2 separate regions of the Gasterosteus aculeatus genome follow, and region 2 is linked to region 1. Evidence: chromatin contacts called from public Hi-C data. All regions are on one chromosome and are shown on one strand. Each heading gives the region's core, a stretch centred on a gene start, on an enhancer-like site or on the middle of the called end of the contact. The rest is flanking DNA. Distances are from core to core; before and after follow the strand shown. Region 1 overlaps dnm1a (dynamin 1a). Region 2 holds the start of dnm1a (dynamin 1a).

Evidence for each region. A called contact is a pair of places that touch in the nucleus more often than the background predicts.
Region 2: a contact with region 1 is called in a Hi-C map of skeletal muscle, with 2.4 times the contacts expected there. The contact joins the promoter of dnm1a here to the enhancer-like site in region 1. A contact is called at or near these places in 3 of 6 Hi-C or Micro-C datasets (skeletal muscle and whole body).

The regions. Positions count from the first base shown.
Region 1 is chr14:6,700,928-6,705,541 of fGasAcu3.hap1.1, forward strand. It overlaps dnm1a (dynamin 1a), which reads right to left. Exons shown (of 23, transcript XR_013452481.1): 19 at 4,484-4,614; 20 at 4,166-4,407; 21 at 3,825-4,019; 22 at 2,092-2,224; 23 at 1-383. Among protein-coding and RNA genes, the nearest start is that of golga2, 18 kb to the left of the region's middle. Within about 2 kb of position 2,159, at least 2 of the 9 cell types and tissues checked have open chromatin away from gene starts, as enhancers often do.
Region 2 is chr14:6,737,682-6,741,849 of fGasAcu3.hap1.1, forward strand. It overlaps dnm1a (dynamin 1a), which reads right to left and starts at 2,620. Exons shown (of 23, transcript XR_013452481.1): 1 at 2,197-2,620. It overlaps ciz1a (cdkn1a interacting zinc finger protein 1a), which reads left to right and starts at 3,028. Exons shown (of 16, transcript XM_040196874.2): 1 at 3,028-3,370; 2 at 3,793-4,043. The coding sequence starts at 3,874.

The sequences.
Region 1 (4,614 bases), core at 909-3,408:
TTATACACATATGCATTTATTCATAATTTATACTGTATTCAGCAGACTAAATTCTCTAGATTGGAAGTACAAGTCCCATAAGAGGCACCACACATATACATTGTACCACATTAAGATATGCCCATAATAAACAATTTACTTTTACATAATTAGCAGAGGTTTGCGTTGTGGAGATTTCAGATGTACAAGGGGTCACAGAAGTAGTTTCTAAATGCCTAAGAGGACATCACTTGTTTGGGGTCATATTTAAACACACTGATAGGGGGGAGCAGGTGGGTCACAGGCTCTCACACAGCAATGTGAGGGTGGAACAGGAGGAGCGTTTTGAGATTGTTATGCATAGACTGTGGCTGTTTTCGTGTTCTCACTCACCCCCATGACCACTGAGAGAAGGAAAGAAAAGAAAAGAGGAAAAAATAAATAAATATGCAGATCATAAACCTGGATAGCGTTTTCCTGTGAGTACGTCAGAGGATTTGATGCACAATGCAAAATGATCATCCCGCCTAACAGTCTCTGGGCGCAACCCAGGCCACACATTTCCTTCCTCTCAGTGAGAGAATTTGACTTTGGAGTGGCTGGTGTCATGCAGCCGTCTGCAGAAGGATAGTTGATATATTGCAGTCTTGTTAGATCTTTTGTTAGATAAGGTTTTTTTTTTAAAGGAGAGAAGGAAAGTGGGAATAGTGGCATGGGAGGCGCCACTTTAAGCCAAAAGAAAAAAGCATTGGGAAAATTTCCCTGTTGCATAGGTTCTGTGGAAGCACAGACTAACAGTGTTTTTGTATGATGGTTTTGGACAAAGTCTTTTAAAATATTTGTCTGTCCCCTGATTCAATTACATAAGAAAGTTAGAACACAGGTGAATTTAGTGACAGGGAGGCCTTTACCACAGGTCACCCAGGTCATCACATCTGTCCTACTGCAAGGGGAGAAAGAAATAAAAGAAGCAAGAGAAGTCTGTATGTGGTCCTTTCCCCCCGTATTTCATTCAAGCCCCCCTGGTCTGTTTCTTTGTTGGTGTGTGAAAACCCCATTTTAAAGAAAGGAAGCTAAAAGGCAAGATCGTCACCTTGTAGCCTGAAATGCTGTGAGGAAAATAACATTTCTCCCACATCACTTAACAGCCAGCAGGGAATTCCTTACAAAAACTAGTTTCCAACTGCTCAAATTGTCCTCAGAACATATATTGTCACCAATGTTCATCGGACAGAAGACTTTGTTATGGACATTCTGATATTTATTTGCTGTTCGGCCTCTTTTTATCCAAAATTACAGTAGGGCCGAGATCCTCCTTGTGGCAGTGGCAAGTGGGTGGCAACTTTGTGGCAGGCAGCGGCAATCGCCAGTAAGTCAGTCGGCGTCACAACGGCACGCTGGGTGGGAGGAGCCAATTTTTCCCAGAAACAACTGTTATTTGTACGACAGGTCAGCTGCTGTAAATATTTTATTTTATTTAATTTTATTTGAGACACGTGATTCCCCGTCTTCTTATTACAGAGGCTAATTTTAGGTTTGGACCGGCGGGTTCCGTGTAGGGGGTGGGGCTCTCAAGTTTGATGCCACCCACTTGCCACTGCCACAAAGAGGATCTCGCTGTCACTCCAAAATTAGCTGTCATTCTTTTTAAACTCTGCAATTTTCGCACATGACCGGCAGCACAAAGTGAGTTGATGAGATTTTAGTGAGGAAAAACGACAAACATAAAAGAAACAGGAGAGAAAATGATAGTTAGGACAAGCCAGTCAGCAGGCAGAATACCCATCAAAGAGGCTGGAGTATAATGTGAAACTCAGGCAAAGTGTCATGCGTAGTTTGCTCGCACCTTAGTAGGAACACATATTCTAATTGTATTTGCTTGTAAATATGTATGCATACATGTGTGTGTGTGTATAAAAGGAGTGTGCATGCAGATGTTCGCTTAACCTCTACAGATAATCAACTTTGATATTTTTCTACATTATTCGTTTAAATTTCGAGGGTGCAGCACGTTTGTGTGCCAGTCATGCGAGTGTGTTTCAAGTATTCAGCATCTCCGTGGGAAACAGCGCTGTGTGTGTGTGTGTTTTAAGGGAAAAGTAGGAGCAGGACCGGTCGGGTGTTGCAGAAAACAACAGGAAGGTGGCGTTGTTGTCCATGGACTCCCATCCAGAGGTGGGACAGAGGGACAGAGGGAGGGAGGAGCTCAGAGGTCTAGTGGGTTGGAGACGGTGGGGGTCTCCGACTGCCATGGACACACAAACGCACACAGAGACAAAAAGGACAGGGTCGGAAAAGGTTGGATTAGTGTTTCTCCTGGTAAGTAAAGGTTTATACTTACACTGTGTTATCTCAGCCCCCCCCCCCCCCCCAGCCCCCTCAATGTGTAACATACCTTCACTCACACAGATAGCCACTCATATTATGAGATAACACATGGAAGGAAAGCCCACAAGCAAGGCTCAGTTGGCCTTGATGCTGTTTGTAGTATAGGCGAAATGTATATAAGTGTAGAGCAACTATAGTGGCAGTGGTTTTCAGAGGCCTGAATATGTGAACAATGCCGTTCATCCCTGGAGAAAAAAAGCTTAGTTGAGGAGTGAGCAGTGCTACCTGCACACATGCTACTATGGACGTAGGCCATGACTGTAAACAACAACGTCAGACACTCAGAGACAGTTACAAGTTGTGGACGTGGGTGGGATGCCATGGCATTAATACATCACGCACGACACTAACACAAAAACAACAACCGTCTTCAAGTTTCGGACAGTTTGAATCCTGTCTAACCTGCAGCGATCTGAGAAAAGTCTTCTTTCGCAAGACATTTTCATCACACTTTGACACACTGACGCCCCCTTCAATAAATTCATTATTGAAACAGCTCCAGGAATCAGCTCAGACACGGACGCAAACACACGCACACCCTCTGCGCCGGGTGTGTGTGTTTGCCCATGCAGCGCTCTGAGAAGAGAAAAGAAACGTGAGAAAAAGAAAACCGGCATGCGAGTGAAAGGATTAGCGTTCCGAGAGGAAGAGGAAAAAAAAAAAGAAGGGATAGCGGTCACGATGAGGGTGATGGCGGACAGTACCCAACGTACCAGACACGTTACTCCTCATTGGTCAGTGATAGTGATTCTGCAGAAGGAAACCATAGTCATGTGTGGGACAGAGGTGTGGTGAGGAAAAGGGAAAGAGAGAAAAAAAGGAGTGCAAAGAGTTACAGTGCAGGAAATGAGCAATGTCACATGTGCTCAGCTCTCACTTAGGTCATAGCAGAACAAACCGCTTCACCGCTGATGATTCTGACGCCAAATGGAGGGATTTTCAGACACTTTCCTGTTTTTCGGGGCCGCGTTGGCTAGTGAGAGCTTTGCCTCTGAGATGTTAGTGTCTCCTGCTTCTCTTACAGTGATGGTCAGCTAGCTCACAAAACCCAGGCAAGCACGAGATACAAGATACAGTTAATGGAGAACGTAAAAAGAAAGCCCCTCTGACGCTCATTCCAGTCACCGACTTGCTTTGAAGCGCCCGTTTCTTGACTACTCCGATGAGGTCAGTGGTGAGGTGGGTGTAAGCGATGCACAGTGGAGTGTGAAAGGTGTGTCAGAAAGGTCAAAGTAATGGCAGACACACAACTAGTTAACCAGACCAAGAGAAAATGAGGAATATAGTCCATTGGTCATGCGTTCTAGGGACGCCTATCAATCTATTCGTCGATCACAATCAGCTCCCCACTTTAATTGACCTCCTTTTTTGCCCTCAGTAAAAAGAGAGCATGCTTCAGGTTGGATTGCTCTGGTTTCAAACGTGGGGAAAGCTCGTTCTCTCACGCCTTCGCTCACCTCGGCACACTCGGGGGAGCGCGGTTCGGCCGGGAGGGCACAGTGGGCGGCGGCCCACTGTAAGGGTCCGGAGAAGCCCCCGGGCGAGACGGCACGGGGGGTCCCCCAGCGGGAGGAGGCCCCGGTGGAGGCCCACGAGAGCCCGGGCGGCCCGGGGGTGCTCTGCGGTTCGGGGTTGGACTGGTGGCTGGAGACCTGGAGGAGAAGTGGGGGGGAGACACGGACCTCTGGATTAATGAAGCTACGAGTCAGATAGCGACCCTCCGCCCATCATCCCCCCCCCCCCCCCCCCCCAAAAAACACAACCTCTAACCCCTCTAACCTTCTCACCGGCCCCTTACCTTCCCCCGGAGCCGCTCCGCTGCACCTGCAGCCAAGAGTCGTCCACTGGCGGCGGCATGTTGGTGGTTATGGTAGATGTGCTGATGTCGCCGATGATGCTGAGGGCCTCCCGCAGGGCGTGGTACATCCGCAGCATCTCGTCACGGTGCTGGGCCTGCTCCTGGGACTCCTCCATCAGCGTGTTCTGGTCGCCGCACGAGTACAGCTGGGCCAGCAGGTCCGCGTTGATGAACTCTTTGGTCTGGACAAAAATGGCGGATATGATCGGGACTGTTGGGATTTTTATATACATACAGTTGGTAAAGTGGCGAGCTCACGTTGTTGATCATGAGATGCATGATGGTCTTGGGCATCAGGTCGCGGACGGTCTTGTTGACGATGGCCATGTAGGAGTCGACCAGGTTACGGATGGTCTCCACCTGCCGCTCCAGCTGAGGGTCCATGCTGT
Region 2 (4,168 bases), core at 1,370-3,869, 37 kb after region 1:
AGCCTCTGAAGGACGGACAATAAAGGGGAATATATCAGTTTTGTTAGTGTCCAGATGTACTCTTGTTCTATAATGTGTCAATACAGCTTGTCCACTGCTCGATGGGCTGTTCTTGTCTCTGAGTCGCAGAGGTCGACTATGCTTCAAAATCGAATCCCCCGAAAGCAAAGGTGTCACATCCCATCCGGAGTCAAAGTGAACTCCTTTCAAAAATGTTTATATTATTCCTGAAGTTGGCTAAATTGATTTCAGAGTAAATGGATTATGAAATAAGTGATGTAAATATCTCTCCTTGCTATCGATCGGCTGTGCTACTGTTAGGAGCAGACTGAGGGAGAACAAAGCTTAAACTCATCATTAAAAAAGAGATTACTGTCCATAGAAATCCATTTAAATGGCTTTCTGGTGACATGTAAACACAACGCGTTTTAAGTGTGTGTGTGTGTGTGTCTGTCGGATTGGGCAAGATTAGATCACAACAACGCAAATGGGCCACTGGAGGAGCAGGAGGACGGGAGGCCCTGATTGACGTCACTGCAGCTGGACCAGGGAGGCACTTGCATCGACGCACACACCCACACACACACACTAACGGCGCGCGACAGGATGCAGATTCTACCGACACGCACGAACAAATCATTCCAGGCCTTCGTTACTGTTAAACCACCTGGTGGTACTACGATGGTGCATCCCACTGCTCCCCCCCGGGTTAGGCAACGTAATTAGGCACAAGCTGTTTCCATGACTACAGCTGGTCGAGCAGCAAAAAACGTGGCCCTACTGAAGAGGTTGCTTCAACGGCGTCTACTCGAAACTGTTGTTTTTGCTGCTGTTTTAAAGAAGGCATAAGAAGAGGCTGTAAAGCGGGGGACAAAGGTTCACATAAAATGCTGGTAAAGCACTGTTTTTAAATGTATCTACACGAAAGACACATTTGAAACAAAGTACCATGAAATAGTAACAACGTGTACTTCTAATATTTGAGTTCATTCAACTTGTGATTTCAGGGCAACGCCAGTAATTGGACACATGGAAGTGTGTTGCAGGTTTTGAAGGGTAGGCTTTAGCTCTAGAGGGAGTTGTCTATCATCCGATATATTTCCTTAAGGTCACTTGAGTCATTCGCTGGGAGCTTGTGGCCATGACGTGAATTATTTGAATCTACTGTTAAAAAAATGTAAGACAATAGATTGAAGTGAGAAAAGAAATGTGTTGAAATAGCAGGCCCTGTTTAGTGCGGGGTTAAGCTGGCTTGGAGCCACAGCACTTTGCTATAGGCAGGAAATACTGCACACTCAGTGCATCCGAGGGATTAAAAGTCCCCGTCTAGTGAAACACAAGCAACCGGGCTGATAAACAGTCAGCCAGTGACACTCATGTTGGGCCTTCGGTAAGCTTCGCTTACAGCGTAAGCACCGGCAGACAGATGGATGAGCTGAGCTGGAAGGGCTCAAAGCTCATGAGGACTCTCTCTCTCTCTCTCTCTCTCTCTCTCTCTCTCTCTCTCTCTCTCTCTCTCTATCTCTCTCTCTCTGCAAGGTCATACTGCAGCATAACAGATCACATTTACTCGCTTTGCTTTGTATCAGCAAACTGAGAACTGTGCTGAGAAGTTTGCTTAAGAAGACTGAAGAAACAACTCTTTCAACACACACACACACACACACACACACACACACACACACACATATAAAAACACTCATGTTGCCCCCCCACCCGCCTCAGAATTTTACAGCATGAGGGCTACAAAAACAGAGGCACTGCTACAGCAACACACAGCACATCCCCCGAGCTGCCTGCAACTGTATCTGCCACACCGGAAGTCAGCATACTAACTACCCCTCTGTGACTGACGTCATTGAAACAATGATACGTGTTGTTGCCATTTTAGAAACGTTATGAAGTGTAGAATGTGACATGGGGGTCATGTGACGTCATTGGTTCGCTCCCCTGAATTGATCAGTCCAGAAGACACTTCCCTGAGGATTTATGTGGGCCTAGCTGTAAAATAATCTCCTCGCCTCGGTGTTTTGTGGTAAAAGACAACGTGACAACACGATAAGACTGGTGGATTCCGACCTGCCTTACAAAAAAAAGGAAGGGAGCAGGACTTTTGGATGTGCGTGAGGTGTAAAACACACACACAAAAAGGCGCCGATGCAGCAACATGCGCTGCAGCCCGGAAAGGCCACTTACTTCCCGACGAAGTTCTCCAGCACCGAGCTCTTCCCGGCGCTCTGGCCGCCCACCACGGCGATCTGCGGCAGGTCCAGGTTGGAGTTCTGGCCGATGGCGGAGAAGGCATCCTGCATGCGGTTCACCAGAGGAATCAAATCCTCCATTCCCTGGTTCCCCATTTTTGCGATGCCAAGGGGGGGGTTGCGTAGATCTTCCTTGTCGGAGCAGCGAGGGATTTATTTCCCCACTCGCCAATCTTCCGCTTAGAGGGCGTTTTTTTTTATTGTTTCTTCTTCACTTTTCTGTCAGCCCCCTCGTGGACTGCGCCTCCTCGGCGTGTCGGACAACCTCGGCTGGAGGACCCTCTCCAACGCGTATAGTCCGCACTCTTTCTGCACCGAGCGCAGCAGCAGCAGCAGCAGGGGAGGATGAGGATGATCTCTTGTATTTCCCCCCAGGAGAGATCTCTGCAGTTCTCCGCGCACACCGCTCGGTGGCGTGTCACTGGTTTACTTTCACTGTGGTTGTCTGTCAAATTGTGAAGTTTACAGTAAACCGCGTGTGTGGGAGGTCAGCGAGAGTCTTTAATTCAAAACAAATTTTGGTCGATTTAGGGAGGTGAATGGAGACCGGGAAATAGGAGCAGATCTGTCCATGGTGCTGAAACTGTGAGCGCCAACAACTGAGGCTAGACGGCGCTATACAGCGTCTTGTGTGTTTGTTTTTATAATGCACAACAAGCATATGCGTGGATCTATCCATCCACTCGTCCATCCATACATCTACACATCGATCCATCTATCTATCTATATAGATGTAAATTCATATATAACTATGTATCGAACATATGTGTTATAACGCAGAACCCTAAAATACTACATTTTGTATAAAATTTACGAGGCCATTTGGGTTTGAGAACTAAAATCCGGCCGTTTAAAATATAGATAATACATTAAAAGCTACATTTATTAGGCAGACATCCATTTTGTTCAGTTCTCCGGACAACCACGGGGAGGCGACAGAGTGCAATAACTTTCCTACACTGGAAACGCTGGTTGGGGGTTTCTGTTTTATGCGAGTTGCACTCGGGACAGAGAGGACGTATTCAACCTTGCGCTGTGTTTTCAGTCGGCTAATTGCTCACGGATTGCCACATAACTCGGCGAAGGAAGTCGTGACCTGCGTGGCTACGGTAAAGTGTAGAAAGTACCCGAGGAAGCGCAGCTGGTTTATGTGCGACTTAGCTAGCTAGTTCGATGTGTTGCTAAGCTAACTTGTTGTGTGAGCGGAGACAAATGTAACGTTAGCTCATTTCTTTTTGGAGCAGGTGTAGATTGTTCTTTTTCTGTCACAATATTTCCATGGCGTTTGTTTTGAAACAGCATGCCGGTCTCTCTAAAGAGTTGGTTATGGGTACAAAAAACTCAATTGAGAAAATACCAAAAAAGTAAATTGTTGTTAGCGCACTTGCTAGCGCTAGCTAACGTCAGTTAGCATCACGAAATACGAGGGCGACCTGTTGTCTTTGCAGATGCGCATTGTTATCGAGCGTGTCTTTGCAAACAGAGACATCGGGGCCCATTGTGATACACCTTTTTGTTCCCTTCCATTCAGATTAATTTAACTTGAAAGGGGCGTCAAGGCGTTTGCCGCTGCGTTTCCCCGCGGTGTAACGGAGGGAATTTAAAGCCCGTGATGTTCAATCCGCACATCCATCATCAGCAGCAGCAGCAGCAACAGCAGCAGCAACAGTTTCACCAGCACCTGCGGCAGCTACAACAACTTTTCCAGCAGCAGCCTCCGCCTCCTCCTCCCCAGCCGCCTCCGGGGCACCATGTCGGCCATCACCACCACCAGGGACAGCGGTAAGCACATTAACTCGAGACCGGGGATTAGACATGGGCCTCCATGGGGGGAGACGTTCGTGGCCGGCGGCGGATGAGCGTGCGACGATTTGTTGTTATTGTCTCGGTGGATGATCTGTTTGTTA